2 separate regions of the Sus scrofa genome follow, and region 1 is linked to region 2. The links are chromatin contacts, called in public promoter capture Hi-C maps. All regions are on one chromosome and are shown on one strand. Each heading gives the region's core, a stretch centred on a gene start, on an enhancer-like site or on the middle of the called end of the contact. The rest is flanking DNA. Distances are from core to core; before and after follow the strand shown.

What was found. Promoter capture Hi-C pulls out the DNA fragments that hold promoters and counts their contacts.
Region 1: a contact with region 2 is called in a promoter capture Hi-C map of liver, with 13 times the contacts expected there. The contact joins the promoter of LARS here to the promoter of YIPF5 in region 2. A contact is called at or near these places in 2 of 5 promoter capture datasets (fetal skeletal muscle and liver) and 1 of 47 Hi-C or Micro-C datasets (liver).

The regions. Positions count from the first base shown.
Region 1 is chr2:147,552,652-147,556,410 of Sscrofa11.1, reverse strand. It overlaps LARS (leucine--tRNA ligase, cytoplasmic), which reads left to right and starts at 2,214. Exons shown (of 33, transcript XM_021084961.1): 1 at 2,214-2,387. The coding sequence starts at 2,382.
Region 2 is chr2:145,666,181-145,670,308 of Sscrofa11.1, reverse strand. YIPF5 (Yip1 domain family member 5) reads left to right here and starts at 2,378. Exons shown (of 5, transcript NM_001077225.1): 1 at 2,378-2,487. The coding sequence starts at 2,378. LOC110259671 reads right to left here and starts at 2,372. Exons shown (of 3, transcript XM_021085167.1): 1 at 2,334-2,372; 2 at 1,320-2,074. The coding sequence starts at 2,372.

The sequences.
Region 1 (3,759 bases), core at 965-3,464, 1.9 Mb before region 2:
GATGAGTCAAAGATGACAAATGGTACTGGTTAGGGCAGAATTGGAATAGGAAAGCCTAACTATAGTTATAACAGCTGTGGATGATAAGGATTCTTTCATTCATTCAATATGTATTTACAAGGCACCTACTATGTGCCAGACACTATGTGCTAGGCAGCCTCTGCTGTCATGGAGCTTACATCTAACGATAAACCAACAGGCACTTCAAATTCAGTAAGATAATTTTCCCAAGGGAGGGGAGGAAGGCAGCGCTTCAGCAAACATCTAGGAAGGGACATTCAACCCAGATCTGGGCTGTCAGGGAGTGACGTCTAAATAGTTAGTAGCTAAAGGAGGAGGGTGTGGTAAGTGATGGAGAGTATTTTTATGTGTGAGAGCACAAAGGTGGGAGAGCCATTGGTAGGTTCTCTATAATCTAAAGTTCCTTCTTAACTTCCTTTCATCTAATAAATTTTCAGTGAGCCCATACCATGTGCCAGGCATTGTTTTAGACCATCGTTAAATTTGTATTTCAAAACTAGTGGTTCAAGAGTTCCTTGGGAGCTCAGCAGGTTAAGGATCAGCATGGATCCCTGACCCTAGAACTTCTGCAAGCTGAGGGTGTGGCCAAAAAGCAAACAAACAAAGAAATAAAAACTAGTGGTTGAAAAATGTAAACATAATATATATATTACACATATATAACAACATTTTTATTAAAGAAATCCCCTCTCCCAGTTTTTTGCTTTTTCCTTGTTTTTTTTTTTTTTTGTATTTATTTATTTTTCTGATGTACAGCATGGGGACCCAGTTACATGCTTTTTCCTGCTGCACCTGTAGCACATGGAAGTTCCTGGACTAAGGGTCTAACTGTAGCTGCAAGCTGCGGTCTACACCACAGCCGTGGCAACACTAAATCCAAGCCACATCAGCAAACCACACTGCAGCTTGCCACAACCCTGGGATTCTTAACCCACTGAGCAAGGCCAGGAATGGACCTCTCATCCTCATGGGCAAACTCCCCCCCACCCACTTATTCTTTTAGGAAGACACACTTCTGGTCTGGGCACACCCAGCTCCTCCAAGTGCTTTGTAGATGCTTAATAAATGTTAACAAATTATAAAGGAACGCAGGTGAGAGTAATAATCTGACTACCAGAAAGTAAAAATCTTGGATCAGCGCTTTTCAATCAATCTTTCTTTGATGATGGAAATGTTTTATATCCACCCTCGCTGTCCGGATATGGAACAACTAGCCATGTGGACTTTCTACATGAAAAGTGGCATTAGTGCGACTGAAGAACTACATTTAAAATTTTATTTTATTATTATTATTTTGTCTTCTTGCTATTTCTTTGGGCCGCTCCCGCGGCATATGGAGGTTCCCAGGCTAGGGGTCGAATCGGAGCTGTAGCCACCGGCCTACGTCAGAGCCACAGCAACGCGGGATCCGAGCCGCATCTGCAACCTACACCACAGCTCACGCAACGCCGGATCGTTAACCCACTGAGCAAGAGCAGGGACCGAACCCGAGGAACCTCATGGTTCCTGGTCGGATTCGTTAACCACTGCGCCACGACGGGAACTCCTAAATTTTATTTTAAACTGGTTAATTTAAATAGCCATTTATGGCTAGTAACCAGTACTTCAGACAACAGAGTCTTGGTAAGATGAACCAGTCTGAGCCGGGCACTGGGAGCAGGTAGGTTTCCACCCTTTCCTTTAAAAAAAATGTAAAAAATGAGGATTGTTAATACATGGCTATAAAATGTCTAAATTTTGGATTTTGAATTGGATTGTGATGATCATTGTATAACTACAGGTGTGATAAATTCACTAAGAAATAAAAAAAATTTTTTTGGATTTTGAATGCCACCAACAGTCGTAAACATGTCATAGTTAGCACCTCAGTCCCTGAAGACGACTACAACTTGCGTCCAGGCATCCAGACAAGCCACCTAACCCAGCTCCATAAGGTGAAAAGGTTGGTGGCCCGGGATCTCTACGTCACTCAGGGCGCGCTCACAGCGATCTGCGACCCCGAACTGCATCATGGGCTTTGTAGTTCAACATACACGTGACGTCACTACCGGTTCCCCCCGGGGGGGTGTGTGGCTGGACTTAGACTTCCGGTGGCTTTGTTGTTCTCTGGGAAATGTAGTCAATACGTGCCTGCTGGACGTGGGCTCTAGGGTTCTGGGAACTACAACTCCCAGCAGGCCACGAGGTGGCCCCGGAGGTAGTTAGAGAGCCGGTGATTGCCTCATCAGGTGTGAAGCGTGTGCTTCAGGGAGGTGGTGGGCCTGACTCCCGCGAGAGGGAGGGAAGAAGTTGTAACCACTCCTTTGAGGGGGGTCCTCGAGGTCGCTGTCGTGGGTTTGTGCAGTCGGCTGGGCGGCGCCATGGCGGTAAGTTTTGGCGGGAAGAGGGTCCGCGCGGCCGGACTGCCTGCTTTTGCCAGTGTAGGGGCGCCGTGTGGTAGCCGCTGTCCTGAGGGAAAACCCTTTTCTAAAGAAAAAGGAGGCCTTGCCCCCCGCGTTTAAGGCTTGGCCGTTGTGAGCATGTGCCTTTTCTTGCTAGCTGACGAGGCGCTAAGGTTTTTAGCTTTAAAGACTGTTTAACGTCACGCGTTATTTCACCAAAGGTTCTAAAAACTGATTTGGAGAGAGAGGAGTATGGAGCATTGACGACTCCTTCAAACAGAAAATTACGCAGCGCCTCTTTGTAGACAGAAGTTCCTGCCTTCATGGTGTTTAGTTTATGCGTGCTACATTCTGAAGTATGTGGTTTAAAAAAAAAAAATGTGTGTGCAGTGTGTCAGGTGCCGCTCTGTGCAGTAGAAACGAATAGAGCAGGGAGGGGGCATGTAGAAGCCCGCGCTGAGAAGGTGGCATTTGGGCCGAAAGCGGGTAAGGAGTAAGCCGTGCACCTGTGCAGAGGAAGAGCTTTCCGGACGGCGGCAGCAGTGCGAGTGAGGAACCGGGCGGGCTGTGCGGCCAGAGGGGTCCTCCGGGGGAGGTGGTGTGGACGGCCTGTGTTTGTGTGTCGCCTGGCGGTGGAGGTGGAGGACTGAGCCCTGGGAGGGTGTAGATCCTGGGAAGCCTCGTAGGTTGCTGATCAGGAAAGCATGGCTCAGTGGAAACGAACCTGACTGGCATCCCTGAGGACGCAGGTTCGGTCCCTGGCCTCGCTCAGTGCGTTAGGGATCCGGCTTTGCCCAGACCTGTGGTGTAGGTCGCAGAGGCGGCACGGATGGATCTGGCGTGGCTGTGGCTGTGCTGTAGGCCGGCGGCTACAGCTCCAATTGGACCCCAAGCCTGGGAACCTCCATGTACCGCCGGGTGCGGTCCTAAAAGGACCAAAAAAAAAAGGGGGGGGGAAGGGAGGGGCTACGGCCAACTCTTTTGAGGAATTATGCAAAGGAGACTAGAATGGGGGTGAAGGTTGAAAGAGGGCTTTTTTTTTTTTTTTTTTTTTTTTTTTTTTAAGAAAGGAGGAATTATATAGTGCTTGTATGCTTATGGCAGTTGCCCTGCAGGAAGGGAAAATTTATGCAGATCTTTTGTAGAGGACACCTATTGCTGGAGTGATGTTCCTGAACAGAAGAGAGGGGGTGAGATCTCATTTTAGAAGTAGAATTTTAATTCATTTGATCCCATTCTGGAGATCATTCTCTTAATCACTGTACTGTTTGCAATTGTAAACTAATTGGGTAATTTATTTTGCAAGCACACTCCTTTAACGAAAGTTTTCCACTTCTTTCTGGGAGAAACCTTACCA
Region 2 (4,128 bases), core at 1,129-3,628:
CATCAGTGAATTCTAAAACTATACGTAAAAGGCATTACATTTACCTACATCAGTGGATTCTAAAATTATACGTAAAAGGCAGTACATTTAGAGAGCTGTGTGAGCAATTTCGGAAATTCTTTGGTGGAGTAGAAAATATCAAAGGGTAGCTTCCCGTTCATCTCTAGAGGACACTCCTTGGTTTTTTGGTTTGTAGCTGTGTCCTTTTGCCAGCTTTCTTGTTCCTTTGTTTGGTGCATTGGAGGGGAGTGTGTTTCCTTTCAGTTGTTTATTTTTACTTGTTTGTTTCATTTTGGGGAGGTGTGTGTGTTGAGAGAAAAGTTTTTATCAGTGACATTTTATTAGCCCTTTGGAAACTGATCCCAGAGCAATGGCCAGACTTCTTTTATGAAGACCATGGGATTTTGGTCCCAGCATGTAATGTAGGAGACTCATGATATAAATTTTAGTACTGTAAACCCTGGACTCACTTCTGATCATTGGTTAACACCAGGGCACTTGGCCTTAGGGCAGTCAGGATTCTCTCACTTTAAGAAAGCGATGCAACTTTCTTAAAAGTTAACAATCTAATCGTTTCACTCACTAGTTCATAACCTTCAGTGGTTTCCCTTTTTACAGCCAACACGGCAATTCCATGAGACACTCTATTCCCCAACCCTTGTCTGTAGCACTTGCCTACGCAGCTCGGCTCACTTGCTGCTCTAATCACCCTGTCTTCATTTAAACCAGTGATTTCCAAAATCTAATGTTGCCTGAGACATTTTTAGTTGTCACAAGGGTTGCGGGGGGAGGGGTTGCTGCTGATATCTAGGAGGTAGAGTTCAGAAATGCTGCTAAACGTCCTACAGTGCAGACAAAAAAAAAAAAAAAAAAAAAAAAAGAAAAGAAAAAAAATCATTTGGACCAAAATGTTAATAGTGCAGCGATGGAGAAACTGATTTATACCCTTCCTGCACCCTGTTTTCCCTAACCCCAGCCCTTGCACAGCGGCTCTCCCTGCCTGGAATATTTACACTTTTCTCTCTCCCGACTCTCCTTTCCTTTTCCTGTTGCGTTCTTTTCTAAGTCCTATTCACCCTTTTGATCATCACCTCTTCAGAGTGGCTTTCAAGATTCGTAGTCCCAGTTGAATACTACACCTTCCAAAGAATTACGGGGCGCTTAATATTAGTAACGATTTTATATGTATTTACACGTTTTATGAGCAATAGCAACTAGCTTGTATTCATCTTAATATTCCCTGAAGCTAGCATAGTTAGCACAGAGTTGATATTCAACGTCGCATTCAGTGTTATGAAATGAACATTTAACAGCCTCACCTATAAAAGGAGAGTAGCAGAGTAACCATTTCGTTAGTTTGTAATAAATAATACATAGACTCTAGCACGGTGCTTGAAAAGCAGTGAGTCCAGAGAGACCAGGGATCTGCAGCCGCGGTGCACAAGAGAAAGGCTCCGCTCCTTCCGCTGCAGCACCTACGCGCCTTCCCCCAGGAGCTCCGACTACAGAGCAAGGCTCCCTCCCAAGTGGCAACTAGCAACCGCGGCGCCTGCGCCTTTCTACCTTCGCCGCCGACCCAGCGGCCGGAAGTGTTCGCTCCTCTCATTGGCCCACCGCACTGCGCACGCTCCATATCGCGCCCTCGTACCCCCTCCCCCAACACGCTCTCGGTACTCCAGCCCCGGCCCCAAATCTGCCACCACGCCTGCGCGAGCGGGCGTGCCCCGGAAGCAGTTCTTTGGCCTCCTGACACGTAGCAACGGGGCCGGTACCGGGTCCTGAGCCGAGTTTGGGGGCTGCTGGGGGCTGCGGGAGCCACCGCCGCCGCCGCCGCGTTAGGTGAGTGTCCGGTTCCGTGGCGCAGTGTTCGGCTTCTCCCCGCACCGGGGCAGCGCGGCTTATGGCCGCCTCTCGGCGCCGCGCCCGGGTCCTTTCGCCCAGCCCCTCGCCCCTTCTCCGGCTGTGCGGAGACGCGGCCGCTGCCGCTCCGGCGCCGTCTTCCAGCAGCTTGCGTTTCCCCGGCAGGCCCAGCCGTATTTTGCAAGGAGGCAGTCGTGTTGTCGGCTGTAAAGCCCTGTCCCAATGTGAGGAATCAGTCCTCTTTGTCACTGGTGGTATTTTAGGCCCCACGGAGCCACTCCTCCTCCCACGTCCCGGCCCCAGCCCCTGCTCCAAGGCGTACCAGCTCCTTGAAATGAGGTGTCTTCCCGGCCTTGACCTAGAGACCCGACCCACCCTCCCAGTGTTGCTCCCTGGACTTCTAGAACGAGTATTTGCTGCCTTGGGAGGATATTTGCTTAAGTGTCAGGACCGAATTTAGGAGGGCCTTGCACATACACAGTCTTCGCTGTTTCTTTTCTATTGCAGAGCATCTGCCATGTCAGGCTTTGAAAACCTAAACACGGATTTCTACCAGACGAGTTACAGCATCGATGACCAGTCACAGCAAACCTATGACTATGGAGGAAGTGGAGGACCCTATAGCAAGTAACTTTTCAACTTTGCCATTTATTTAGTCACGGTTGTAGTGAGACCGTGTACCCCAGGTGTTTAATTCTGCTAAGACTGAATGTGTGAACATGTTCTTTATCAGGATCGTGACTTCTCATACTCTTCCTGCCTCTGGAGAGATCGGTGACTCTCGTTCGGTTTGGAAGGGGTTGCTCTATTTTAGTTTGGTATCTTCTGCCAAGTTTTCAGGTGTGACACGAATGGAAAAGTGGATTGTTGAAGAACCTTTTCCTAGTGACAGTATTTGTGTATCATTTAAGATAGGGATAGGAGCTTTAAGAACTTGGAAGATAGGCTGTTTAATCCACTGACCTAGGTAAAAATGAAACCCTTTGATGACCTGTTTAGCGGTTAAATCAGTCCAGCTTTCAGTCTTGATATATCAAGTGTTAGTGAAAGCGCTCGGTGACACTGCTGAAGGGTCTAAGTTCCCTACTGTGAATCATCAGGTGGTTTTCATGTAGCAGAATTGATAATCAGTTTTATTACTCTTCATCCCAAGACTTGATGGTCAGTACACACAAGTTGCCAGTTGTAGGTAGAAGAGGGAGACTCAAAACCTTTCAACCCTAAACTGTTGAAAACAAAACATAAAAACAAAACCTGATTTTTTTCTAGTCCCTGGTGTTTGTGGCAAAAAACAAAACCCCCCCCCCCAAACCTGAAGGCTTTCTATCAGTCTCCTCTAGGACATCATATTCTTACTTTCTTAGGACCTTAATCTTTTCAGCCCCCCCAATCCAGTGAAGGAGTTTCGTACAAGGGGTGACTTAAGATTTTGTACAACTCCCTCGAGACTCTTATGAGAACTGCCAGCCTATTTCTGAGAGATCCTTGCATACAGGCACCCACACTAATGTGCGTATAATGTCTGTACAGTTCATGTGTATCTCTGTGTTTCTGTGAACCTGAATTAAAACTCTCATGAAGACGCCCAGGATGAGGGCAAGGGACAGGTGTGTGTCCAGTCTGAGGCAAGCATTAGTACCAGAATGTGTTTGCATTAAAACATCTGAATGAAGGTGCCCAAGAATTTTAAAAAGCAAAAATCAAATTCAGCCCAGTGGTGTGACTTGTTTTGTACAGGCTGTACTTGCTACAACTTCTAGACCCCTGGAATCTTCTGAATTCCATGTATTCTAAAGCTTTTCTACCCCTAAAGCGTAGCCCCTTGAAGAGTGGGAGTGAGCATGTGAAAAACACTATCTGTGAATCACTTCTTTTCTTTCTGTTAAAGTCTCAATTATATGCCATTGAAGATTTACCTTTTTGTCAGTTAATTGGACAGAATTAGAAAAATCATGTTGCGAAACTTCCATTCATTTATCTAAATACGTATTTTTTGTGATCTTGAGAGTGCAGATAACTCTAAGACTGGCCAGAGTGCTGTAACAGGGCTTTGGGAAAGTTGCCTCTGTGTGTAGGCCTGTTTTTAACCAAATGACACTGATGTTTGGACTCAGCAGAACAGTTCTAGTTCGATTGCAGCATCCCAGGTTTATCCGTCTTTGCCTTTCCTCCCCATGTTTCTTTCTTTTTGTCTGTGTTTGCATCTCTTAAAGGTGTGAGTTATTTTTTCATCCCTCTTAGCATCATTGCACTTCAGTTTTCCACAGA